2 separate regions of the Bombyx mori genome follow, and region 2 is linked to region 1. The links are chromatin contacts, called in public Hi-C maps. All regions are on one chromosome and are shown on one strand. The core of a region is the stretch at or near the end of the contact, and the rest is flanking DNA. Distances in the headings are between cores, read along the strand shown. Region 1 overlaps LOC101745709 (ATP-dependent RNA helicase DHX30). Region 2 overlaps LOC101745859.

What was found. Hi-C and Micro-C count contacts between places; a contact is called where the count stands out from the background.
Region 2: a Hi-C map of middle silk gland shows a contact between it and region 1, with 2.1 times the contacts expected there. The contact joins two enhancer-like sites. A contact is called at or near these places in 2 of 7 Hi-C or Micro-C datasets (middle silk gland and whole pupa).

The regions. Positions count from the first base shown.
Region 1 is chr28:8,538,147-8,545,348 of ASM3026992v2, forward strand. It overlaps LOC101745709 (ATP-dependent RNA helicase DHX30), which reads left to right. Exons shown (of 21, transcript XM_062676812.1): 9 at 838-994; 10 at 2,532-2,691; 11 at 3,887-4,041; 12 at 4,594-4,757; 13 at 6,104-6,184; 14 at 6,612-6,684. Among protein-coding and RNA genes, the nearest start is that of LOC134201610, 8.0 kb to the left of the region's middle. Within about 2 kb of position 4,700, at least 2 of the 8 cell types and tissues checked have open chromatin away from gene starts, as enhancers often do.
Region 2 is chr28:8,601,567-8,608,768 of ASM3026992v2, forward strand. It overlaps LOC101745859, which reads right to left. Exons shown (of 10, transcript XM_004924320.5): 3 at 6,189-7,202; 4 at 5,464-5,572; 5 at 3,929-4,151; 6 at 3,465-3,676; 7 at 2,348-2,460; 8 at 1,686-1,801; 9 at 1,071-1,190; 10 at 1-503. The coding sequence ends at 291. Among protein-coding and RNA genes, the nearest start is that of LOC101745859, 8.0 kb to the right of the region's middle. Within about 2 kb of position 4,040, at least 4 of the 8 cell types and tissues checked have open chromatin away from gene starts, as enhancers often do.

The sequences.
Region 1 (7,202 bases), core at 3,450-5,949:
TGTCTATGGGCTCCAGTAACCACCTAACATCAGGTGGGCTGTGAGCTCGTCCAACTACCTAGCAATAAATAAAAAAATCGACGTTTGCGTTGCCATAGCTGTGACGTAGTTGCCAATTAGTAGGGTACCTTGCTGGAACATAGGGTCTTCACAAGTTTTGCCCTGAAAATAGGCTATATAAGCCATCTCCGAGCGCCAAATCGACGGTTAGGGGTCAAAGTGGTCGCCATGGCTGAAATCGGTCGGATGAATCATCATCATAATCATCACAAGTTGTCTCATCTAGCTCTCCACGACCAGATCTTCACCTGCTACGTGGTTACCACTCAAACGCGATTGATGCTGCGTTGACTCCAAAAATAAGTATACCATGATATATGCAAAAATGTTTACATGGCGAGCACAGTGGTGACACAGCTGTTTGTATAGTAATTTAGACTTTTAGTCTCATCGTGATGTCCATGGGCTCCGGCGAGAACTTAACCCTAGATGAGCTGTAAGCTCGTTCGCCTATGCAATAAAGTCGGATTGAGATCGAAAGACGTGAAAAGAAAAGATACAAAGATAATTTATGATATCAGAACTGCCAAGACGTGCTTTATCAATACAAAGGTTCAGACAAGCATCACTTGTCTGTCACGTAAGTTAACGTTTCACTAGGGGGTCGTTGACTCCGCGCCATTTGACTTTGTCCTACATTGCTTGCCCAAAAAAATATCCTAAAATCTGATCTGTTACGTAAGTTAATGTTTCACTAGGGGTCGTTGACTCCGTGCCAGTCGACTTTGTCCTACATTGCTTGCCCAAACAAAGACCCTAAACTTGTTTTTTTTTCAGGTCTCGTAGGCTGCACTCACGTGCTCATAGATGAGGCTCACGAGAGGGACGTGAACACCGATGTGACCTTATTGCTTTTGAAAAGAGCTTTGAAGATCAATTCGGAGCTTAAAGTCGTTATAATGAGCGCCACGCTTGATGTCGACGTGTTCACTAGGTACGTAGTAAATGCCTTATTGTTATTAGTTTGTTTGTTCATCACGTCTTAAGATGGGCGGCGGCGTTCATGTTGTTCTATCTATGGGATATGTTAGCCACTTAATAACAGGCGGGTCAATTTATTAATTACTGTCTCTTGTATATGTTTGTAGAAAGTCGCTTTCTTGTTTAGTTAGTCGTCTTAGGCTCCCCGCGCACTAGGCAGCCCGGCTGCGGCAACCGAAATATTTGAGCAGCCAGTTATAGCAGCCAGCCGACGCCAATTTATGATCTTTTCGTCGAGCGATTTGGACTTTATCTCGTAAAAAACGCAAAACAAAGAAAAGACACTGGATTCATTCTCTTTTTCTAGAACGGCATTCAAAAGGCTTATTCTATAACTATTTTAATAATGTTCATACATACCCAGACGGTTTTTTTAAATACAAGAGATTGTACAAGCATGCTGTGTCGTATACCTAGCATTTGGCAAAACGAATATGCATTGGCCGCTACAGCAAGTGCGCGGGGACTGACAGCAGCCACATACATTGGCCAACACTCGCTCTGGGTGCCGTGCAACAGGCTGACTAAGTGCGCGGGGAGTCTTAGTGCCTCTTCAGGTTCAAACATGCGGCTTGTGAATGACCATCGCATGCGACCGCTGTCAATAGAATGGATTGTCTTGACGTTCGTCCGCCATGACAGACGCAACTACATTCGGTGTTGCCAGCTCTTAATTAAAATTTTAACTGAATAATAAAGTGTACGAGTAGGATATGTAAATGCGTGCTTGAAAGATAGTTGGCGTCCTGGAGTCAATGGAACTTCTAATACTTTCGTACAACAATGATATTAGTCATCGATACATGTCGGAATGTGAATTTGAGAAATGGTGAAGATCCGGTGATTTATGTGAGTCCGCGCGGGTAGGTACCACCGCCATGCCTATTTCTGCCGTGAAGCAGTAATCCGTTTCGGTTTGTAGGGCGGGGCAGCCGTTATAACTATACTGAGACCTTAGAACTCGTATCTCAAGGTGTGTGGCGCATTTGCGGCGTAGATGTCTATGGGCTCCAGTAACCACTTAACACCAGATGGACTGTGAGCTCGTCCACCCATCTAAACAATAAAAAAAAGATCAGTATCAGTATTGATGTTGATAGTGGTACTGACACGTCCCAGTGAAAGAGTCCGTGTACATTACATGTTGCGTGCGTATTTAAAAACAGGGAATTCCCCGGTTAACAGATTAAAGCTACCAGTTAAATTTAGTGGAATACAAGACGATCATAAAAATATCCAAATAAATTAGAACTATCAAAATTAACTGTGTTTCATTATTTGGAAAGGTTGCAAGGCGTTATATACAAATTATTGATGGTGTTATAAATTTGAAGCTGGCAACAATGGTCACTTGTGTCGATTTCCATACGAAAAAAAAAATTCATTGTACATTACAATGTGTCAAGGCAATAATTGTTAGTTTTATTTAACTGAATGTCTACAAATTTTTACTTTAGCATCCATAAATAAATTTTGCATTAATATTCCAGATATTTCGGACAATGTCCGGTGATAGCAGTTCCGGGGAGAACTTACCCGGTCGAGGTCACGTATCTCGATGACATACAAAAGAAGTTCAATTTGAATTTGCCCAAAACGATGGAGAGTATCTCGAGGGCGGGCGGTAGACCGACGGTCCACTGCCAAGAGGTACTCGTGTTGCTGAAATATAGCTTTTATCACTAAATACTTAAGGTGCTTTTTGACGAGAACGCAAGCAGTGTGAATTCAGCGGTAGGTAGCGGCTTGGCTCTGCCTCTTGCATTGCTGAATTCCATGGGCGACGGTAACCACTCACCATCAGGTGGGCCGTGTGCGTACAAGGACAATAAAAACAAAAATAATTGTTTTATTTTATTAGTTTAGTGTTCCTTTAGGTTCGATGCGTGTGACAATGGCTTATTAAACATTTAGAATCTGTGTGCGTCTTAAAGCAAGACAAATCAAGATCCACTGAGTTTCTCGCCGGATCTTCTCAGTGGGTCACGATCCGGTGGTAGATTCTACGAAGCACTACTTTTGCTGGGGCCAGTGTTAGCAACTTCTCTTAGGTTGAGAGACTACTCACCTGATCTGTGAGTAGTTTGAATAGCCTATTAGGGCTACCAACGATTAGATAAGGGAAGAAAAGTAGCCAAAGAGCCACTATCATTCTACTTGAGTGTTTCCATGTTTAATTCAATTTTATTACAACTGATTATAGCTTTAAATGAATCATTTGAATATTTTTTTGATTGTTTATATGAGTGGACGTATTTGTGGATTCGAACATCGGCACTGTCGGTACGAATAAATATACCGGGCGTCTTATCCTTTAGGCCAGGGATTAGCAACTTTTTTAATCAATAGGCCAATTTAAATTTAAAATTTCTTTGGCAGGCCGCATATAGATTAACTCTTATTAATAATTTATGAAACTTTATTTATCGTAAATATTAGATAAAAAACAAAAAAAAAACAGAAAATCTAACCGAAATGAGAAAGTCGAGAAAATAAATTCAATTTTAGAAAGACCTGGCGGGCCGCGTGTTGCTCATCCCTGCTTTAGGTCACGACGACTTCAAAATGTATTTATATATTTTTTTTATTGCTTAGTTGAGTCTACGAGCTCACAGCCCACCTGGTTTTAAGTGGTTACTGGAGGCCATAGACATCGATAACGTAAATGCGTCACCCACCTTGAGATAAGTTCTCAGGTCTCAGTATAGTTACAACGGCTGCCCCACCCTTCAAACCGAAACGCATTACTGCTTCACGTCAGAAATAGGTGGAGTGGTGGTACCTACCCACGCGGACTCACAAGAGGTCCTACCACCAGTAATGATAACTTCATTTGTTCGAACAGATAGCCGAAGTGATAAAAGCGATCGACAGAACGCAAGAGGAAGGTGCGATTTTAGTGTTCCTCCCGGGCTGGGCCGAGATAAAATATACGATGCAGATATTAGAAGAGCACTATCGAGGCTCGGACTTGCATATGCTCGTGCCTGTTCATTCCAGGTGAGGCACGACACGACACGACACGACACAGCACGACACGACACACCACAACACGTCACACCAATACACAACAAAACATGACAAACCACGACACGCCACGACACACCACGACACGCCACGCCACGCCACGCCACGCCACGCCACGCCACACCACACCACGCCGCACCGATACAAGACACAACACGACATTCACAAATCAATGTTAATTTAGATCTCATTATTGAGTTTTCCCGATGGGGCCATTGCGAACTGTTGCCTTTTCCGATTTTTAAGTTGTTCGAACAGTACACATTAAATACACGTAAAGAAAACCTTTATACCTTTATTATTTAAAACACTTTAAATTTTCAAAAGGATTTTTCTTCAGTGTCATTCAGTAAAAAAGAGCGTTCAGTTTTGTTTTCGACTACTGGGGGACCACTAGTAATAAATTTGTACTACTGGGGGACCACTACTAAGAAATTTTGACTACTAGGGGACTACTAGTAATTCATTGCGACTACTGTTGGACCATTAGTAGTAATAAGTAATGAAGTGGTCGTTATGGTGTAGACTGTCGGCGTTGGAGCAGGCGCGCATATTCTCGGCGGCGGCGGCGGGCGTGCGGCGCGTGCTGCTGGCGACCAACGTGGCGGAGACGTCGCTGACGGTGCCGGACGTCACGCACGTGCTGGACACCGGCGCGCACCGGGAGAACACCACCGACCAGAGCGCGGGTCTGTACTGACCTCAGTGTTTTTTTTTATTGCTTATGTGTGTGGACGAGCTCACAGCCCACCCGGTATTAAGTGGTTACTGGAACTCATAAACATCTACAATGTAAATGCGCCACACACCTTGAGATATAAGTTCTAAGGTCTCAGTATAGTCACAACGGCTGCCCCACCCTTCAAACCGAAACGCATTGCTGCTTCGCGGCAGAAATAGGCGGGGGGTGGTACCTACCCGTGCAGACTCACAAGAGAGGTCCTACCACCAGTAGTTACGCAAATTAAAATTTTGCGTGTTTGATTTTTATTGCACGATGTTATTCCTTCACCGTGGAAGTCAATCGTGAACATTTGTTGAGTACGGTCATAATCCTCTTCTTCTTAGTCGCATACTTCATTGCTGAAGGTCGTGTCCCTGAAAGCCCTTCGTGGCTCTTTGTACCATCAGCTTCCATTTCCTTCGGTTTTCGGCTTCTCTCAGGGCGGTCGCAACTGAGAGTCCAGTGAGCACAGTTATCTGATCTGACCAACGGTTTGGTGGCCGGCCGCCGGGTCTTTTCCCTTCTACCTTGCCGGCCACAGTCAATTTTTCAAGGTTATTTGGTGGCCGCCATACTCATCTATCATATACCATTACTTCGCTCACTCCCCACTTACACATATCGTCTTTCACGCAATCCATCCATTTCTACTTAGGTCTACCTCTTCCTCTATATCCTTCCACATTCATAGTTAACACTCTCTTACCAACCTCATTTTCATTTCGTCTCATCACATGTCCATACCATCCCAAACGCACACTTCTCAGCTTCTCTGTCACAGGTGACACTTTCAGACTTCCTCTAACATATTCATTCCTTACAGTGTTCCTTATTGTACCTTATTGGCAGATAGCGACTTGACTGTGCCGCTGGTATTACGGTAACAGCTTGCCATCAGACGGGCAGTGTGTTCGTCTGCCAATCAACGCAACAAAAAATAGTTTAACTTCAGTGTTGCCTTATGTGATTTTAACTTCAGAGTTGCCTTAATTGATTGTAATTTCAGTGTTGCTTTATCTGATTTTAAATTCAGTGCTGCCTTAATTGATTGTAATTTCAGTTTTGCCCTATTTGATTTTAACTTCAGTGTTGCCTTACTTAATTTTAAATTCAGTGTTTGTTGCCTTATTTGATTTTAGCTTTAGTGTTGCCTTATGTAATTTTAACTTCAGTGTTGCCTTATTTAATTTTAATTTCAGTGTTGCCTAATTGGATTATACTACTACTGTAGTTAAAACTTCAGTTTCAGGGTACATTTAGTGCGTCAGTTTACAGTTGACTGTGGAGTGACATAGCTACATTTGGCTGCAGGTACATTATGTCTGGAGACGGCGTGGGTGTCGCAGGCCGCCGCCAAGCAGAGGTGCGGACGAGCCGGGAGAGTGCGAGCGGGTATATTGATTACTTAAATTAATTTGTCGTTTAAATAAATATGGCTATGGAATTCCGGCTATGGAATGAGCTCCCCTCCACGGTGTTTCCCGAGCACTATGTCATGTCCTTCTTCAAACGAGGCTTGTGGAGAGTATTAAGCGGTAGGCAGCGGCTTGGCTCTGCCCCTGGCATTGCTGAACTCCATGGGCGACGGTAACCACTCACCATCAGGTGGGCCGTATGCTCGTCTGCCTACAAGTGCAACAAAAAAAAAAATCCTCGTCGATGTATCCGCGTCTAGGAAGCACACGGGGTTATATAGGATTTTATGGATCTCGCTAACGACATTTTCAAGATAAGCTTGCGTGTATACAAGTTTCGAACAACAACATTCGGCCCCCCGCCCCCCGGTCCCCCCGGCAAGTAACACGCGCGCGTGTTGCAGGTCACTGCTACAAGCTGTACACGAGGCAGAAGGAGCAGGAGTTCCGGCCGCACTCCACCCCCGAGATACTGAGGTGAGTGACTCACCCCACCCTGCCGCGTACTGCTCCAGTGATGCTCTATTTCACTCGAGAGGTTTTCTTTTTTTCCTACCTATTCTATTGATCTCGAGGGGTCACACTAGGTTTACGGAGCGAAGTCGTCGTGGCCTAAAAAATCAAGACGTCCTGTGCATTCGTGTTGAGCGGTGCACCGGTGTTCGAATCCCGCAGGCGGGTACTAATTTTTGTGATGAAATACGTACTTTACAGATGTTCACGATTGACTTCCACGGTGAAGGAATAGCATCGTGTAATAAAAATTAGAACAGCAAAATTATAATTTGCGTAATTACTGAGGGTAAGACGTCTCGTGAGTCCGCGCAGGTACCACCACCCGGCCTATTTCTGCCGTGAAGCAGTAATGTGTTTCGGTTTGATGGGTGGGGCAGCCGTTACTGGGGTCTATGGGATCTTCTTATCGTATCCGATAACTACTCAACACCAGGTGGGCCGTGACCTCGTCCACCTATCTAAGCCATAAAGCCATAGGT
Region 2 (7,202 bases), core at 2,790-5,289, 63 kb after region 1:
AAAAAAACAATTTTAAGTAAATTGTATTTTGTTTAAAAACGGAAATGGAATTTTAAAAAACGATCGCCGATACGTCATACTAGAGACGTCGGTTATCGTTTTAATTAATCGATACGGACGCGTGCTATCGATAATCGAGTGTTCGTTGTAAGGTTTATCGGACGCATTCGTATCGAGATGCAGCGGTTTCGGAAATCGATTTTATATTATCGATTAATTAGTTTGTAAGGTTTATCGTACGCATTCGTATCGAGAGGCAGCGGTTTCGAAAATCGATTTTATATTATCGATTAATTAATGGGTCCGGTGGCCAGGTAGTGGTACGGGTGTCTGTTCGGCACGAACCTCGCGTCGTACCTCTGGCTCTTGGCGTAGAGGTCGCCGCGGTTGACCTTGCGGTACTGGGCGCGGCGGCTCTTGTCTTGCTTGTCGGCTGGTTTGTTCGGAACTTTGGTCGCGTCCGGCTTAGGTTCCGGCTTTGGTTCGACGGCGGACGGGGTTCCCTGAGAAATTAGAGAACAAGCTACTTTAGATATTGAATACATCTGAATTGTATATTTTTACAGACACAGCTTAAAGCTAATGTTTTATTTAATACTCGGTATATAATCTAAAAACTTTTCAATTTTAGTGTAGACATGTAGAAAGTCACGTGTTTGGCATTGTATTGTATTATTGAAAGGACAGTTGCATTAACGAATCCTTCACGATACAGATTGTTAAAATAATTAAGACGAGTGGATAGGAAAATAAAGAGAATACTGCTTAGCTAAAATATAGTCTCATCTTGTCGAGGAGGCAGTCTGACGATTGTAGTATAAGAGACTATACTTGAGACTATACTATTGTAACTATACTTGAGACCTTAGAACTTATATCTCAAGGTGGGTGGCGCAATTACGTTGTAGATGTAAATGGGCTCCAGTAACCACTTAACACCAGGTGGGCTGTGAGCTCGTCCACCCATCTAAGCAATAAAAAAAATTAGCGAATGCGAAAACTTAATGAATTATGAAATTTAAAATAGTAGGGTCTTCAACGAAAACACAGCAATTATATTGAATGCACACCTCTTTGACTTCAGTGGACTGCTTCGGAGCTGCCTGGGTGGAGACACTCGGAGGGTTTGAGAGGTCCGGTGCTTGTTTGGATGGCGACGCTTGTTGGGAGGCGGGTTGAGATGCTTCACTCTGTAATAATAAGTCATTATTGTACAACAAAATGAACCTTCATGAGTAAACTTAACGCTGCATTATTTATCTTAATATTATATAAATCACGTATCACGTTGTTTGTCCGCGATGTACTCCTAAACTACTTAACCGATTTTAAATTAAATTTGCTCACCGTGTGCAGTTTGATCCAATTTAAAAGATAGGATGGTTTATATTAACGGTCGCAATATTTATTAATTAACAATAAAATAATTTCTTATGTTGATTTTTGTTATTAATTGTAAGTCTAAAACAGATGGCGCCTTAAATCAGTTTTACAGACAATTGTAATACTGTCTGACATAAGTATCTCATAAATGGCGCAGTGTTAAAAATACCAACGTTTCACTTAAGCTACAGTTTGATGGCATAAACACCACATGTTGCTGAGGCTAAAGTATAAGTGAAATTTATGAGTTTCATTCAAGAAGTTTCATTAAAAAAAAAAAAACATGTATGTGTCGGACTCACCCGCGCGTGGTGTGGCGCCAGCGCCACGGTGAGCGTGAGGTCGCACCACATGGCGCAGCGGGCCCGCCGCGCGCATGCGCACAGCTGCTTCACCGCCTCCGCCAGCTGCAGGATCGCTGCAACCAACACACACGCGGCTCATCACCTGGAACTTTACTAGGTCAGTAAGTATTGTAACGCCGGTAATAGTAACGCCATCGATCGCCGAATAGCCGAACGAACATCGAAGGATTCAGAATGTTCGAGAATTACAATGCTATCTGGGAATGAGTTGCTCGCTCCGGGCATTTCAATATTGCAATAATTGTTACGTTATAATACACATTGTAAATAAATATTAAAAAAAATCTAATCTCCTTGCATCATATTCCTCATTGTTGAGGGTCGTGACCACCCTTTTGTATCACCTTCGTACACACGATCTTTCTCCATCTATTCTTGTCTCTGGCGGTGTGGAGGGCGTTGTGAAACGTTTAAATCAAGAACGATGCGGATCTGGTCGGACCAACGTATTGGGCTGCGCTCCCGAGGACTTTTCGCATCTACCTTACCATAGTCACGATGAGCTTCTTGAGATTTCTACCATCCTTCCGTGCAAGGCTATCAGCATAGGTAGCGGGGTGTGCGCGGGGGCGGGGGTGTTGGGGGGCGGGGCTACTCACGGTCGGGGCGCGCGCGCTGCGGCTGGGCGAGCTCGCGGCGGCGCGCGGCCTGCACGCCTCCCACGGCGCTGCGCCACGCCACCATGGCGCTCTCCACCTCTCCGTGCGGCGCGCTGACACACAACACACACATTACTCGTCTCCTTATGCAGCTGCACTATGATACGTCAATGTATATTTGTGAGACAAAACTTTTTTTTTTATTGTCCTTGTACGCAGACGAGCATACGGCCCACCTGATGGTGAGTGGTTATCGTCGCCCATGCACTTCAGCAATGCCAGAGGCAGAGCCAAGCCGCTGCCTACCGCTTTGTACTCTCCACAAGCCTCGTTTGAAGAAGGACATGTCATAGCGCTCGGGAAGCACCGTGGAGGGGAGCTCATTCCATAGCCGGATGGTACGTGGCAAGAAAGACCTCTGGAAACGCACTGTGGATGACCGCAGTGGCTCCAGGTAGTATGGATGAACTTTACTCCGGTGGCGGGCGGTGCGATGGTAAAAACGAGATGAAAGTATCATCTCGAACAATTCTTCAGAGCACTCCCCATGGAATATACGATACAACTGATACTGTGAGGATAAAAATTGGCCAGATCAGTATGCTTAGTGCGCGTTTTTAACGTTCTCGATAGCGTTAAAGTCAGCTCATATTTGTATGGAATGGAATTGTTTGCGTACGTTTGCCGCTAGGGGCGCTGTTCCAACTGCATACAAAATTGGCTTAACTTTTACGATATCGAAAACGTTAAGAAACTCGAACTAAGCATACAGAACTTACATTTGTCAACCTAAGGAGATGCTGGATGTCAGTCTATGCTGTTGTATTTGCGGGATGACTAGAGACAGGGCGTACTGTGTGCCCCGCACTGATTAGTAATTTATTTTAAATAATTTAAATAATTTTAACGCTAGGCAGCGGCTTGGCTCTGCTCCTGGCATTGCTGAAGTCCATGGGCGACGTTAACCACTTACCATCAGGTGGCTGTATGCTCGTTTGCCTACAAGGGTAATAAAAAAAAAAGATCACAAAAATAAATCTATAAAAATCCATCACTTAAAATTTACTTCCAAAGTAAGCTTTGTTTTAAGTTTTCCTAAATAGCTCTCGAAACCTACATCTCAGCTAAATTCTTGATATCGTCTCTCCAAGTGGAGGGATCGAAGGTGGCCGGGTCGCAGCCGGTCTCCTTCTCCTTCTGCTTCTCACTGACCACGTTCTCTTGTCCCCTCTTCAACACCGTTATCTTTGTGTCGTCCGGTTTGTTCTTCTTGTGATTCGCACAAACGCTCGCTCTTAACGTTTCCATCTTGCCCATAAGCGTCAGCACCTGTAATTCGCCATTCGACTTAACTGATCAGCGTTGTTATGAAGTATACATTACGTGAGCACAAGGGTCTCCGGTCATCGTCCTCGTCGAACCCGTCGCTTGGGACGAAGGGCTCGTCGACCGAGAACGTCTAATGTGTTCTATCTCATTCTCTCGCCGGCTGAGTCCCATACATTTATGTGTTTGTGTCTCTATGGACTTATTTTTTCGTTTCATCGATCGTTTCAAGGGTCGACACATGAAGTCGCGTACCTTGGTGTGCTCCCGGAGCATGTCGACGGTGAGCCTGTCGACCCTGGTGGGGCAGGGCGGCAGGCGCGGCACGGGGATGGAGTTGGAGGAGGAGACGGCGCGGCCGGGGTAGGCGAGCGCCAGGCGGGCCTCCGTGCGCTTCCGCTCGCGCTCCAGCTGGCGCCACTGCTCGTAGCACGCCTCCAGCCGCGCGTGCAGCAGCGACGACGACGACGCGCCGCCCCTGCAACCACAACACTCAGCCAACTCAGATTCACATTTATTAGGGCGTGGACACATGTCTACGGCGCGGCGCCGTGTACTGTGCACCGCACCGGCACATGGCAGTAACCACCGTTTCCAATACAGTTTCTGTCTTAACATGGATCGCGAGACGTATTACTCTGCTCTTGTTGCTAATAAGACGAATGAAAAAAAACAGAATCAAAGAAAATATTGGGTGAATCCATACCTTTCTATAATGAACCATGACTGAGGTCATTTTAAGAGGAAATATGAAGCGCGATGCATGTTAAGACAGAAACTGTATTGGAAACGGTGGTTACTGCCATGTGCCGGTGCGGTGCACAGTACACGGCGCCGCTCCGTAACACGGTAGCAGGCGCCGCACTTTAGACATGTGTCCACGCCGTTACTTATAGGTTAAAGTCGTCGTGGCCTAAAGGATAAGACGTCCGGTGCATTCGTGTGTAGCGATGCAACGGGATTCGAATCCCGCAGGCGGGTACCAATTTTTCTGATGAAATACGTACTTAGCAACTGTTCGCGATTGACTTCCACGGTGAAGGAAGTCGTGTAACAAACAAATGGTGCGTGTACTTATGTACGCGTGTAAGAAGTTATTTTTATTAAATTTAAAAATACTTTATTTTTATTAAATTTATTTCTTTTTTTTTAAATATTAAATAATTAATAATAAATATTGAACGTTAATAATTTAATAATATTTAGTATGAATTATATTAAATAATAATTTTGTCATTTATATTACTAAAAAATTAATGCTAATAACACTTTATTTTTACGAGTGTACATGCGCGAAAGTTCACCTGGGGCTATATTCAGACTCGCCAAGTTACGTCGGTCGTATTGTAATGAGCGATTTAGTGGGCAACTTCATTCTGTTAATTTTGTGTCACGGTGCGCGCGCATCGTAAAATTTCACTCTCATCAATTTTTCATAACGTGCCTAAAGAAGTATAACTTCAAAAATCAAACCCGCAAAATTATAATTTGCGTAATTACTGGTGGTAGGACCTCTTGTGAGTCCGCACGGGTAGGTCGCACCACCCTGTCTTTTTCTACCGTGAGGCAGTAATGAGTATCATTTTGAAGGGCGGGGCAGACGTTGTAACTATACTTGAGATCTTCTTAACTTAACTTATATCTCAAGGTGAGTGGCAGCATTTACATTGTAGATGTCTATGGGATTCAGTAACTACTAAACCAAATAGTATGTGAGCTTATCCACTCATTTAAGCGATAAAAAGTTATGACACATTTTAAAATAACTTAAAATACAGTGGGCAAATTACCTCATATTTCTCATTGCGTAGAACGGTGCCAAAAGCGGTAAATCCAACATTGGTGATGGCAACACTGGAGGCGGGACGGATGGACTCGCGCCTAACAGGGCTCCGAGACCTGGAATTTAATTAACATTTTATTTAAATTATAATAATCTTTAACAAAAAAAAAAATGTGACTAGGGATCGCGTAACACATAATATGTAAGACTTCACAGCCTCCAGAAGTTAGTCTTATTTCTTCTATTTATTTTCCATTGGGACCGCCGACTAATTCCCACTCGCTCAAGTTTAAGGACCATGATTCCGGTTAGAAATCCGTAAAACAAATTAAGCTATAAAACGGCTCCATTCCTGAATGGTAAAAGTATTGTGAGTTGGAACAGGTAAGTCACTACCTGCCTATTTCTGCCGCAAAGAAATAACGCGTTCCAATTTGAAGAGTGAGAATTCTTGGATACATTGAGTTTGCCATGTCTATGGACTTTGGTAACTTTGTCTATAGACTCACTCACACCCTCTTTGTGAAAGAGCATTATCTTGTCTGCCTTACCTCAGAGTAACAAGTCAAAATTATATAATATATTTAAGTAAAAAATCTTTCAATATTTATAACAAGATAGAACTGTTGAAAATAGAGGCGAATAGATTTTTCAATACTGAAAAACTGAGGGTAAAAAGGATTGCTATTGTCTGAACTTGCCACGAATTGACTTGTAAACCGGATTACTTACCGATATTGTAAGGTGCGTTGTCGTGCAGAAACGAGACGTCCACATTGAGCTGGTTGGGCGGAGGCCGGGTCCGCATCAGGAGGCTCATCTGCCGCGCTAGCTCCTGGTTCTGCCGCACGACCGACGCTTGCTGCATGTTATTCTCCCTCCCTATATTCTCAAAACTGTTTCTCTGTTCGTTTATTACGCCATTACTCGGGAATGCGTTCATGTCGCGCCTCTGCATGAAGTCATTCTGGTTGAAGACGTTAGTGTTGTAGTTGACACCGGTTGGCGTCTGGTTCGTGTAGTCGAAGCCCTGGGTCAGTGGGCTTCGGTCACTCATCGGCATTACGTCATAGAAATTGTCGCCAAAACTCTTATTCGGCGGCGGCTGTTGGTAGCCCCTATAGAACATTTTATCGTCCGCCGGCTTATTGAACTGCTCATGCTGATATGGACCGTTTAAATCCATTGGCATCTTGAAATCCATGTTATTAACTGCGCTTTCTTCTCTATTTCGGTCCAAGGATATGTTCAATTGGTTCAGATACTGCAATATTTGCGTCGGATCTTGACTCTGGTCTTTATAGTTCGGGTATCTCTGATTGTTATAATCGTAATTTGCGTTCAGGCTCATGTCCAAGTTCAAACTGTTCGGTCGACTGTAATCGTTGACTTGAAACATATTGGTATCGGGCAGGGAGTTTCTTTGGCTGGGCTCGAAGAAGTTATAGAATTTGTCATCGAAAGCGTTAGGGCTTGTGAACTGTGCTCCTCCGATTTCCTGTGCGGCCAGCCTCAGAAGGTTCAGCTGCTCAGGGGTGACCGCATCTGGGCCTGCGTCAGGGACCGGCTCCAGACCGAGTAGATTAACGTCGTTGTCCGCGTAATTGACGAAACCATTGTTACCACCGAAACCGTTCTGAATATTGAAATTGTTGAAGCCGTTTTGTTCGTTCTGATTGAAATACAAATTGTTCTGGTAATACGAAGGCGATGCGTACGACGGGCTCCCCGTTTCGTTCTTCTGAT